3 separate regions of the Mus musculus genome follow, and all the other regions are linked to region 2. The links are chromatin contacts, called in public Hi-C and HiChIP or PLAC-seq maps. All regions are on one chromosome and are shown on one strand. Each heading gives the region's core, a stretch centred on a gene start, on an enhancer-like site or on the middle of the called end of the contact. The rest is flanking DNA. Distances are from core to core; before and after follow the strand shown. Region 1 has its middle 47 kb from the start of Pold3. Region 2 holds the start of Lipt2 (lipoyl(octanoyl) transferase 2 (putative)). Region 3 overlaps Pgm2l1 (phosphoglucomutase 2-like 1).

Region 1 (3,951 bases), core at 905-3,404, 85 kb after region 2:
AGTCAGCTGGAGAAGGAGGCCTTTTCTTTGGCTGATATTCTGGCTAGCCTGGAAGGGGCAAAGGTGGACCCTGGACCTTCTGACTTGAAGCCTGAACTTTTTCTGACTTGCCTGCCTGAGGGATTAAGGGGAGATAAACTCAGGGTGGAAGTGCTGGAGTTGACATCTTGAGCAGACTGTAGTTTGCCAGGTGGGAATGGGAAAGGCACATGGAAGGAGGAGGGGGACAGGGACATGAGCGAGCACAGAGCTTCCCGTTATCAGTAGTTTAGAGGATTAGAACGCCAAGTAGTCAGGGTCTTTGCTAAATAGTTTAGACTTTGCACTATGCAAAGAATTTTAATGTGTCAGATTCGTACACTAGAAAAATCATCCTTAACGGCCTGAAGAGAGCTGTGAGCTACAACATGAAGCCAGAGCCAAGCTGCAACTGCATCTTGAGAGGACAAGCAGAGGAAAAGAATTTGAAGTTGGATTTTGTTCCATTCTTAACAGATGACTGCCTTGATCCCGCTGGAAACCCAGGACAGGAGAACGTTAGGAGTGACTTCAGCGTGGGGTGATTAGCCTTCGTTGGGTCATCTCCTGTTTGGAAATCCTTTGGCTCTTGCCTGAGCCATGGTCCTGGTTAAAGCATGGAGATGGGATTGGTTCCACAGTGCCTCTCAGGACTCATGGGGTCCCTTCTCTGACGCACATGCATACACTCTGATTTAGACCTGGGATGACAGCAGCTCTCTGGAATCCTCTGGGCCAAAGTGACCCATACTCTCAGGCTGGTCATCTAAGCCCAGCCCAAGCCGTGTTTACCATGTACCTACTGGATAGCCAGGTGTTTCTGTACACTTGATAACAGCGTTACAAAGTGTGGTCAGCTCAGTTATATGAATTAAGAAATCCAGAGGCTGCCTAGCTAGGCATCCACTGAAGTCATTGCACTTGGGACATGTGGTACAATATTTCTCAAGCAATAAAGGCTGTCTTTGCCATGAACCTCAAAGTTCATTCCTAAAATGTGGGAAATGGGTATAATTCCCATATCCTAACTGGCTATCGGGCATGTAGCCGAGTTTTTAGTATGAATTATATAGACTCCCAGCCTCTATACTTTAGAAGTCCCAGAGCACCTAGAGATGGACACTGTATTGTTTTATATATATATATATATATATATATATATATATATTTGGTCTTCAGAGTTGTGTTGGTTAGATGGAGCTCAGTGCCCATTTACCATCAATGTGAATTGTTTTGAAATAGGGTCTCATGTAACCCAAACTACTCACTAAGTGGTCAATGGTGACCTTGAACTTAGAACCTCCTGCTTCTACATCCCAAGTGTTATGCATGTGCCTGCCACTGTCGATTTATGTGGTGCTGGCGACTGGGCCCAAGCCTTTGTGCATGCTGCATAAACACTACAGCTGGAACCACATTCCCAACCCACTGTTACCTCAGAGACAGTTTCCAATCCTTCCCTCCTCCCCCTCCCCTTCTACTTGAGAGGATGGGGGCCCCTGGGTATCCCTCCCCCCATCAAGTCTCAGTGGGCTAGGTGCATCTTCTCCCACTGAGGCCAGACAAGGCAGCCCAGCTAGAACATATCCAATGTACAGGCAACAGCTTTTGGGATAGCCTCTGTTCCAGTTGTTTGGGACCCATATGAAGACCAAGCTGCACATCTGTTACTATGTGCAGGGAGGCCTAGATCCAGCCTGTATATGCTCTTTGGTTGGTCATGCAGTTTCTGAGAGGCCTTAAGGGTCTAGGTTAGTTTCTGAGTCACCTACTTTGCTAAGCGAATAGGTTCCTGTGAGGACTAGAGATAATAAATGTTCCCAGTGGTTGGTCAACAAGAACTATTATTATTTCTAGCTCTATGCTTTGGCCATTAATCTTACAACTGTAAGAAAAATGAGTTGTCATACTTCATTAATTTTTTTCCAATTCAGTTTTATTCAAGTGTCCACTTTATGTTACAAAATAACACATCAGCCTCAAAACTGACGTCATAACAAAATGAGGAATGAGTGCTGGTGGGCCAGTGTTTGAGTGGGCAACCTTGGGAGAGTGCCCAGTTGTTGATCTACTGGTTTCCTCTGATCCACCAGCTCCCCTGCCTTCTAGGTTGGCCATGTGCCATTCCATGTGCAAATAGAAAACCTTGCTTCAGCCGCAGCCCTACCTGGACAGTACAGAGGGAAGCCAGCAGTCACAGTACACATTCTGTTTCCCTAAGTGCAACATCAGAGGATGTCATGATTGACAAAGAAATAAACAGATCCCCAGCGGTGGTGAGGCCTTCCCCAGCGATGCCTAGGGTGCTCAGATAGTGGTCATGCCTGCAGCTCAAATCCATCTGTTTTCTCTGGTGGCTCCTCAGGACTGTCCCCTTGTGGTTTGCATCATTTTCCAGATCAGCCAACTCCAGCCCTCCTCAGTCCACTGGCTCAATAGCTGTCTTATTCCAACACACTCCTCCTCTCTTTCGGCACCAGATGTAAAGTTTCAAAGCAGCAGAAGCCAGTCTGGCCAGCGCCTGGACACCTGTTTCAGCAGGCAAGCCAGTCAGCTGCTGCTTCTGATGGTGTTGGCCCTCTTTCAGGACAGCATGGGGTGTAAACTCCACCAAGTGCACACACAGGCAGCTGAGGGAGCCTTGTAAATTAGGACTTTGTTTGTTTACTTCAGGCAGACATAGTGGTGTAGTGAAAAGAGCCTGGCCCTCAAAAGCCAAAAAAGCAAGAGTTTGAAGGCTGACTGGTTAGGTTTCCTTTTTTTTTTTTTTATTTTTTGGGGGGAGGGTAGAGATCTATGACACACAGTCTTCATAGCACTTATCACTAGCATCTGTTAGGGTATTGGCTTATGGGCAGTCACCACCACAATACAACTTTTTCAGGAAGTCAGAGACTGTCCTGTCCATCATTCTATCACTGAAGCTGGGACAATGCTTGAAGCACAGCAGGTGCTTAGAAAAGAACGAATGAATGGATGAATGAATGAGTTCCAAAACTGCTTCTTTGATTCATTGGCTTGTGATTCTAGGAAAGTCATTTATCTTCTTTGGGTTCAGTTTTGTCAACTCTAAAATGAAGGCTTTGGATCTCTCTCTCTTAAGATTTCAAGAGTTTACTCAAAAGGAGCTGGCAATGTGGCTCATTTGGTAGAGTACTTGCCTAGTGCAAAGCCCCAGGTTCATTCTGCAGTCCCAAATAAAATGGCATTCTGGGACATGTGCGGTGGATCAGAAGTTCAAAGTCATCCTCAGCTACATTGCAAGTTCAAGATCAGCCTGGGCAACATGAGTCCCTATCTCAAAGAAAAGGAATATCAAGAAATTGCCCTGTGTCTCTGTGCTGAGCATTCTGGCAAGCCTTGAAAAGTTAATGGCAAAGCCAGAAAAAGGACTTGCCCAAATGAAGTTTTGAGAGAAGTAGCCAAATATGTACATTCATAAAGAAATATTAACTGGGGAGGTGGCTCAGTTATTACACTGCTTGCTACACAAGTGTGAGGGCGTGAGTCTGCTTCTTCTTTCTATCCTTGAGGTAGCTAAACCCTGGGCCTAAAAGCCTTCTACTAGGAAGACTGAATGTCTGATAAACAAACCTGGACAGCAGAGTCTTCCTTAGCACCGTGCTCATGTTTTGAGAAGCACAAACAAATGGCAGAAGCATTCTGGATCATTCTTAGACCTTCTTGCCAAAGGCTCCTTTGGACAACAGATGTTTAAAGCACTTTACATAGCATGTCTATGGGGGTTTTACCTGTTCATGTGTCTGTGTACCATGTGTGTGCCCGGTGCCCACAGAGGCCACCAGAGGGCCGAAAATCCCCTGCAACTGGAGTTACAGATAGTTGTGAGCTACTGTCTGTATACTAGCAATCGAACCTGGGTCTCTGGAAGAGTAACCAGTGCTCTGCCGTTAACCTCTGAGCCATCTCTCC
Region 2 (3,933 bases), core at 1,293-3,792:
TTATCTCAGTGTGCTCCCTGCCATTAGGCTATGTGACTCCTCTCTCGCCTAGGCAGAAACCTTCACACTGCTTCATACTGTGAAGGTGTGGCTCAGGAAGGTCAACTCAGTCAGCCACCAGGTAGCTATCCTCTACGACCCAGAATAGCACATGCCGGTCGGTGCTCACACACAGAATAGCACAGGTCAGTGCTCACACAGGATGGGGAGTTCAAGGTCATCCTTGGCTACATAGCACGTTCTAGGTCAGCCTGGGCTGAGACCATTGTCAAAACTCAAGTAAATGAAGGCAGACATGGTTTCAGGCACGGGCTTAGATAGGGGGTGGGTAGTCAAGTGAGGCTTCTTGAAAGTATAAGGCATGCACTGACTCAGTGAAGACAGTAAAACTATGAAATACTAATGTCATACTGCTTCAAAAAGCCTTTTTAAATGAATTGAGGCGAATGTCTTAGAACCATTAAAGCCTTTTTAATGAGTCTGCATGGTGAGGAACTGAGGCTTTTCATCGACAACTAGAAGCAACCAAGCAATCACAATGGAGTGAGCCATCTTGGAAAGTGAACTCCAGCATAGTTAAGCCTTCCAATGACAACTGACCTTTAAATGGAAGCTCTGGTAAGACTCCAACCAACCCAAGTCCATTTCTTCCAAATTCCCAATCAATGAGAATTGAGGTAATGTGTTCCTTGGCTGTCTTGAATCACAGATTTTCTGCTTCTTAGCAGGCCTGACATGCACACAGATCTAGGAATCCCACTTAGGAAAATCTTTCCTCTCTAGTCTTTGTATGCATGGAGGGAGTACCTTGTCTTTATGAAGCCTCTAACCCATCTCTGTTGACCTCAAGCAAAAATAGGTAAATTATCAAACTTGAGACATTCAACCCAGAAAGGCAAAACTATTTTATTTTATTTTTTTGAAGAGGCTTTCTCCTTTACTGAAGAAAGACCCAGGTCTCCTGAGAAGAGTAACTTTATCACTTCCCTGGGCCTCACAGAGATTTGGTTCCCACAGAACTCAAAAAACCTAAGAGTCAAAACTGCTGTTAGATACAACTGATACAATTGCTGTTAGCACTGAAAAAGTAGCAAGTAATTAGGAAATGGCAGTTGATAATAACACTGGAGTGTCTCCATTAACAGGTGTTAATGGTCATGGGGATGCTTTAGGTAGCCTGTGACTTTTCATAGTATTTTCATAATGTCGTCTGAGGTAGGTGAGGAGATACAGGGAGCAATTGCTCAGGGCCTGTCATGGTCAGTGAATCAGAGTAGTTCTGGGGACTCAGTCAGACTAGCAATTGCTCAGGGCCTGTCATGGTCAGTGAATCAGAGTAGTTCTGGGGACTCAGTCAGACTAGAAGCTTTCTATTGTAGAACCATCATCCCAAGGATAAGGTGAATGAATGTCCTTCAGCTGGGGCTGTCCTCAGAGATTAACGTGCACTTGAAAGTCTCCTTGAATGCCACAAGGAATGATGGCATTACTTCATCCACAGTGACAAGTCTTTGAAGCGCCTCACTCAGGGAAGTGACTCCAGTTCCAACCAGTCCACAAGGCACAATGTGCTCAAACCATGTGAGGTCGGTTGAACAGTTCAGAGCCAAGCCGTGGGACGTGATGTGTCTTCCACAGCGGACTCCTGCAAGACAAGCCAAAATATCTTAGCATAGTTATACTTCCCTTCTTTGGGAGCCTCAGGATCCCTCTGGGGCTGAAAGGTAAGGAGGCCTGGGCACAATCCCTTGAAACTTGGATGGAACACTGACTGGATCTGGGGGCTAAGTCAATGGCGGTGGGGGCTGTGGTTACACATCAGCTGCCCTTATTTTCGAGATTCGTTTAACACAAGAATTGCGTTTGCATTGGAAGTTTTAAATTTTGGCATCCTGTCTCCCGTTATGAGTCACAGGAAGAAACCTGGCAATTCATACTGAACTAGAGGACTCTTTTGTCTCAGCTCCATGAGGGAGGTCAGTGGCTCATGCCCAGAGTTCATGTCCAGCCCAGCGCTCCCCGATGTTAGCCCTGCCCAGGCTCCGCCCCGGTCCCGCCCCGGCGCGCTCACCGATCGCGCAGATCTTGCGCTCCCCCAGCCAGACGCCAGTGTAGGGCGGCGGCCGCGCGCGGGCGCCCTGCAGGCCCCGAAGTTCGCACAGTCGCACGGCGCACGCCTCCAGCGCCGCCACGTGGGTGCGCAGGCGCAGGCCTAGGAGCCGCAAGTCAAGCACCGGGTGGCAGAGCAACTGGCCCGGGCCGTGGAAAGTGGCCAGGCCGCCGCGGCCGGTGGCGCGCACCTCGGCGCCCAAGGCCCTCAGCCGCGTAGTCTCCTCGGGTGTCAGGCCACCGCGTAGCCCGCCCGTGTATACGGGCCCCGCTGGCTCGCAGACCAAGAGCACACCCGCTTTGGTCCCCGACAGGGTCCCAGGGCGAGGGTCTGCCTGTAGCCGCCGTAGCCAATGCTCCTGCAACGCCAGCAGCTCCGAGTAGTGCACCCGACCAAGCCAAACGAGCCGGACCACAGGCAGCGACATCGCGCGGGAGGCGGCGTGCGTGGGCCACGCCTTCTGGCGGGTCTCGGGGCGGGGACTCTGGGCCACGCCCCTGAGCTTCAGCCCGAGTGGAGCTTCAGTTCCCGCCTACCTGTGTGACCCGAAGTCCAGGCAGGATTGGTCTTAACCACCCATTCATTCCAATAATCATTTTTTAGTATGTTCTGTGTTCTGCAGGAACTTGGACCGTGCAGTGTAGAGTATTTGAGAAACGAAGATCCAACCCTGGAAGCTTAGGTGTTCACAGCTGACAAGCTAATATTAAAGTTTTTTTTTTTGACAATATTCAGAAATTGTCTTTCTGTTTCACCATGTAAATTCTTTTTTTTAATTTAATTAATTTATTTATTACGTATTTTCCTCAATGATGGAAAGAAAAACAGAATTCAGTAATATGTTGAGTTCCTCGAAAACTGAAAGGGAGACTAGTGTGCAAAGAGGTTTATTGTGGATCGGTGTGGGACGTAGCAGGTACTTCAAGATATATAAGACTTGAAAGAAACAGGATTAGGCAGAAGCTGTAGTTGAGCAGAGAAATAGTTGCATTAGATTCTTTCCTTAGCTATCCCCCAGGAATGCTCCGAGTCTGGCCTGACCCATTAGAATTATTCTAGATTAAAGCAAATGGGACATCCTACATAGATGGGTCACAAAAACAAGCTACTCCTGGGAAGGCACCGTTACCTTTGTAGGAGTTGCTTCCATTATGAAGCCCTGATCTCTGAAGGGAGCTCCAGCTTGAGTCATCATACAACCCAGTCCCAGAAGCCGAGGGAAGGACAGGGGACGGGAAGCCAGAATATCAAGATTAATTGTGATTAATTGGCCCAGAAACCCTTCCTGACCTGAGCTTTATACAACAGAGAATGTGCCAGAAAAGTCCCCAGAACTACAATTTGGAGAGGTAGATGTCTTATCAAAGTCTTATAAAGGGTCCTGAGCCCTCAGTCCCCAAGGCTTTTACTTAGCCCACTAGCTCACGCCCATTCTTGGGAGTGTTTTTCTTTTTTTAATAACCAGCCCCTGTTTCTAACCACACTGTGTGTCTCTGGTGTGGTATTCTAACCTGGGACATAATCTCAGATCTGCACTGACCACTAATTTTTTCCCCTTTTCTTTATTTCCTTTTCAGATATCGGCCTAAAGCCTGAGCCTACATCGTTGCACTGTGGACTTTCTCACTCTCTGAACCCCTCCACCTCTGCCATGCAGGTTCTCCCCTCCCTCCTCCATCACAGAAGATCCTCCTGCCTCTGCCTCCTACGTGCTGGGATGGACTTTGACTGTTAATAGCTCCAGTAACACTGAGTGTGGGTGGGCCAGGAAGCAGAAAGAGGAAGAACAGAATACCAACCAGAGTGAGGCTCAATGCCAAGAA
Region 3 (4,450 bases), core at 387-2,886, 84 kb before region 2:
AGATCAGTATTTGAACTAAGTTTTTAAGCTAGGATGAACTAATAAAAGGGATCTGAAGGCGGCAAGGTCTGACCTGATAAGTGAAATGTGAGTGTGAACTGAATGTTGGAGGGGATGGGGGACAAGCTGGGAGTAGAAACATAATGATTTCAGTATTAGATTTGTAGAGTTTGAAATGACAGCCAACGCAGCACACCAACTACTCTTTCACTACTAGACTAGCTCTTCACAGTAACTTAGAAATTACAATTAAATCAAGATACAATTTTCATCTGATTTTAATTTTTAGGTGAAAATGGCTTCATGATTTAATTTTAATAGTTTTTAAGAGCGAGCTATGGAAGAAGGATGAATTTACTATGGCTGGATAATAAATCATTCCAACTTTAAGGCCAAAATCAATAACTACTTACTATCCTCCACAGTTTCTGTAGACAGGTAGTGTCTGAGGCCTCTGTTGAAAGACTCAAAGATCTGCTTGTTGGAATAAACTCCAGTCTTGTCTATCATGTATCTGACAGTGATGATAGCTGTTAGCTAGGACCCATGCTATTAAATGGAGTATCTACAAGAGGCACTCCTTGTAGTCTGGGCTTCCTCACAATGCTGGGTTCTAAGGGCAAGTCTCCTAAAAGGAAGCCAGCCAGGGAGCAGTTCTGCCACCTTTCCTGGCCTAGCCCTGCACAATCAGCTTACTTCCACTGCTCCTGCTATTTCCTGAGGTTGTGACAAAGACTCACCCAAGTTATGGGAGAGGGATCACAGATTGTGACTTTCAACTGAGCCATGACCAAGTCATGCAGAAAGACAAAGAATGTGAGGTGAAGGAAATAAATGACCCCAGCTATTTTTGAAAGCGGTAACTTGTACATGTGTGTGTGTGTGTGTGTGTGTGTGTGTGTGTGTGTGTGTGTGTATGCATTAAAATACAACTAAAATATGACTGTTCTTTGTTAATGCTCTTATTCTTTTCTTTCTTGTTTGGAGTAATATAATTAGGTATAACTGTAATTTTATAGGTAAGCTTAGAGCATACATTAATACCAAAGTTAATCCATAGATGGGAATTATTCATTAGCTTAGGAAAGTTCACAGCTATAATCTCTTTAAGTACTGTTGCTGGTCTACTCTCTTTCCTCTCCTTAGGTGACTTCAATCCGATGGATCTGAGAACTAAATTATATTATCTCAGGCCTCACACCCATACTACCTCTTTAGTCTTCCTATTATCACTCTGTCACTACAGGCTTCATCTTCAATACTTCCTGCTGCCCTACTGCTGCCCTTTCTTGTAGGTTAATAATTCTCTCTTTAACCCTGAATTTTACTAAATTTGTTCACCAAGTTTTTAGTTTTGGTATAATTTTCTATGTTATTTCAGAATCAGAACTTACATTAAAAAAAATACAAGCTTTTGGATTATTTTCACTTCTCTGCCTAGTTTTTAAGTTTCTCTTTTTAACCTCTTAGATTTGGCAATCGACAGTTATTTTAAAGTCTGTATATCATAATTAGCATGGAGCACTCTACAAGTCAGTTTGTAGTACATTTGTTTTTGTGGGGAATTGTATATATTGACCTGTTTCTTTATGGATCTGGCTAACTGACTCTACACTGGGTTATATTATATTTGTTATTAATAGGAGCAAATTGAGGACTGTAGTGAAGGTGTTTTCTGCTGAAGCCAAGCACTGTAGCCGCAATCCAAGCAAAACGATCAGCGATTTAAGGTCATTTTTGTCTACAGAATAAGTTTAAGGCTACTCTGGGCTATCTGAGGTCCTTTCTTAAAACAACAAGAACAAAAATGAATGTACTTCCCCTTATATAGAGAGAGATTTCTTTCTTCTCTTTTCTTGGGTTCCTGAAATCAACAGCAAACTAAGCTGATTTTAGCCTAACTTTCAGGCCACTCAAATGACTCAAGGCAGGGATTTCGTCCATTTAGTGCTGACCCTGAATCCATAAGTGGTCATATGGTAGTTCTACCATTCTTAAGTAGTAGTACCAGACTCTAGATTCATTCTTTGCCTCTTTATGAACCTTTTAAAGTCCAGTGCCAGGAATAGCTTACTCCTTTTAGAGTTGTTGGCTACTGAGATCCCATAGACTTCCCCTCCAAACATTATAGATTACCACTGCTCTTATTTACCCCCCACTCCTTGATTTTATTTATGGGCTTTACTGCTGAAGACATATTTGAGTCATAGAATATGGAGAAATAAAGCTGGTATTGACGAGGAAGCTTCATCTCTACTGGCTAATTTTCAGTGATAGAAGGTTCTATGAAGACTCCTAAGGGAGAAAAGTAACCATCAGTCGCCCAGCTGGGAACACCCTGAGAGCTTTACTAATGACTGGCATGCAGACATGCCCAGTGCACAGTGTGGAATTGTGGCAAGAACATCAAAGGAGAGACCAATCACTTTCTGACTGGATTGAAGTCCCACTCACTCCACAAGATCAAACCCAGACCTGGCACCATTGCCGGGACAAGAACCTATGGCCAGGTCCTACGGGAGAACTTACTATGCTATTATTCTGCTAAATGGACATAGTAGTAAGTCAGCTTCTAATGGATCAGTGCAACTCCCAGCTCTCATCTGAGAAAATTTCTATTTGTGGTAGATAGTGGTTAACAGACACCTACAATTGGCCAAAGTACAGAGAAGAATGGAGAATATTCAGCCCTAAGTGAAACAAGATCACAGTTTACATCAGGCTTTCTAAAGAGATTCCCTGGAATAAAGTCCAGAGACACTTCCAGTGTCTAGTCACATGTTTTCTGGACTAGTCTGAATTGTCAACATTTGAAGAGTATTTAGTATTGGATAGTGTTCTAGGCATTACAATACAATAACTGTGTTTCTTTTTAAACTTAAAAAATGCTGGTGGTTACAGGTAGGGTCTGTCATAAGAATGAAAGACCTCCAATATTCAAATGAGTACTACTAAGTCACATCATATTGAAATATAGCTTCCCTTTGTAGAAGAACACTTAGACCTGTCTGCAAAACAAAAACAAAAACAAAACAAACCACTAAGCTCTATCATAAAGTGTGCATTACAGAAATGATATATTATGTGTTCAAGGTGACTACTTTTGAAATTTCTATACTCAGGTGGGACCACTCATAGGATCTCAGATAGTTAATTAAAAAAGAAAAGTACAGTTTTATCTATTACTTAAACACAGGGGATAAAAATCTAGAAGCAATCATGTGTTTGCTAAGTTTCTTAATTAAATAATGGGTTTTACGACAGCATTATGAAATTAGCTATATACTTGAGGCAATTCACAACTTGTATAAAAACTAAAGTATGATCTAATGGTCATAACAACAAAATAAAATCATTATGTAAAAATGTTTGTGGGATTTTTTTCTTCTGATACCAAATATGTGGTTTTATAACAAGCATTTAGAAGCTGCTTTTGTTCCAAAGTTTTAGACAATAACCAGCAGGGCAACACTTTGACCAGACTGCCTCATTATGCATATTTTTTCCTTAAACATAATTATTCCCCTAATTAAACCTAAAACTATTAGTAACTGATTTTATTTGTTCCTTTTATATGGTGATGTTAATGAGAAAGCCTCCTGTCCCCACGCCCACAGGCTCATCTGTTTGAAAACCTGGTCCCAGTTAATGGAACTTTGTGCAAAGAATTAGGAGGTGTGGCTTTATAGTAGGAGGTGTGTCACGGGGGGCAAATTTTGAGGTTTCAAAGCCCATACCATTCCTAGTGTCCCTTTCTCTGGTTATGTAGTAAGCTCTCACCTCCAGCCATGCCTGCCTGATGTCATCCTTCCCACCATTAATGTCAATGACTTTAACCATGTCAGCCCAAATTAAACACTTTCTTTTATAAGTTACCTTGGTCACGGTGTTTAACACAGCAATAAAAAAGGGACTAAGACAACATAAATTGGTTAAATCTTGGTGAACTGGGACAGGTAATAGTCTAGTTTGTTGGGACTGCCAGAGCTTTTGCCCTAAAGTTCCAACAGTGTCTTCCCCAACATCAATCATTCTCCCCTTCTCAGGCTATAAACTGAGTATTTATGACTTTACTTAATTCTGCCACTATGTCTCCAGCATCCGGTCAGATCTGAAAGATTAAAGGGGTTAGTGTTAGGACCTAGGTAAAATATTAAGGCCTAGATGGAGTGTTAATACTTAAGTAAAACATTAAGGCCTACAAAAAAATGTTACCTGATTAGTCTGTCATTATAAAGAAACTTTCTTACGTTTCTGCTGTTACTAGGAAACTTTCTAATGCCAAGATTGACTTCATATTCTGTTATGTTCTGTGCTCTTGGAAACCAATCACGACAGAAATCAGTAGAACTGTTTTGTATTGTTACCCACAATAAGCTTGGACCCAAACCAACCACCTAACAGCACTTCCTGCACCTATGTATAAACTTTTATGGTATAAGCTGCCCCT

The links. Hi-C and Micro-C count contacts between places; a contact is called where the count stands out from the background. HiChIP or PLAC-seq counts read pairs in DNA pulled down with a chosen protein or histone mark.
Region 1: a contact with region 2 is called in a Hi-C map of muscle stem cells, with 1.7 times the contacts expected there. The contact joins the enhancer-like site here to the promoter of Lipt2 in region 2. A contact is called at or near these places in 1 of 15 datasets of contacts at CTCF or cohesin (CD8 T cells), 2 of 484 Hi-C or Micro-C datasets (muscle stem cells and nephron progenitors) and 2 of 9 other capture datasets (adipose tissue and pancreatic islet).
Region 3: a contact with region 2 is called in an H3K4me3 HiChIP or PLAC-seq map of bone marrow-derived macrophages, with 2.7 times the contacts expected there. The contact joins the enhancer-like site here to the promoter of Lipt2 in region 2. A contact is called at or near these places in 1 of 39 promoter capture datasets (maxillary cranial neural crest), 3 of 484 Hi-C or Micro-C datasets (bone marrow-derived macrophages and erythroblasts), 3 of 115 datasets of contacts at active chromatin or transcription factors (bone marrow-derived macrophages and embryonic stem cells) and 3 of 9 other capture datasets (adipose tissue, liver and pancreatic islet).

What each region holds. Positions count from the first base shown.
Region 1 is chr7:100,072,739-100,076,689 of GRCm38.p6, reverse strand. No RefSeq gene overlaps it. Among named protein-coding and RNA genes, the nearest start is that of Pold3, 47 kb to the left of the region's middle. Within about 2 kb of position 2,154, at least 9 of the 459 cell types and tissues checked have an H3K27ac peak or open chromatin away from gene starts, as enhancers often do. A contact at or near this core is called in muscle stem cells, where this site is marked.
Region 2 is chr7:100,157,886-100,161,818 of GRCm38.p6, reverse strand. Lipt2 (lipoyl(octanoyl) transferase 2 (putative)) reads right to left here and starts at 2,542. Exons shown (of 2, transcript NM_026010.2): 1 at 2,072-2,542; 2 at 888-1,645. The coding sequence starts at 2,537. The coding sequence ends at 1,416. Gm51452 (a long non-coding RNA gene) reads left to right here and starts at 1,643. Exons shown (of 2, transcript XR_003946658.1): 1 at 1,643-1,724; 2 at 3,688-3,933.
Region 3 is chr7:100,239,972-100,244,421 of GRCm38.p6, reverse strand. All of the region lies in intron 1 of Pgm2l1 (phosphoglucomutase 2-like 1), which reads right to left. Among named protein-coding and RNA genes, the nearest start is that of Pgm2l1, 15 kb to the right of the region's middle. Within about 2 kb of position 1,636, at least 7 of the 459 cell types and tissues checked have an H3K27ac peak or open chromatin away from gene starts, as enhancers often do. A contact at or near this core is called in bone marrow-derived macrophages, where this site is marked.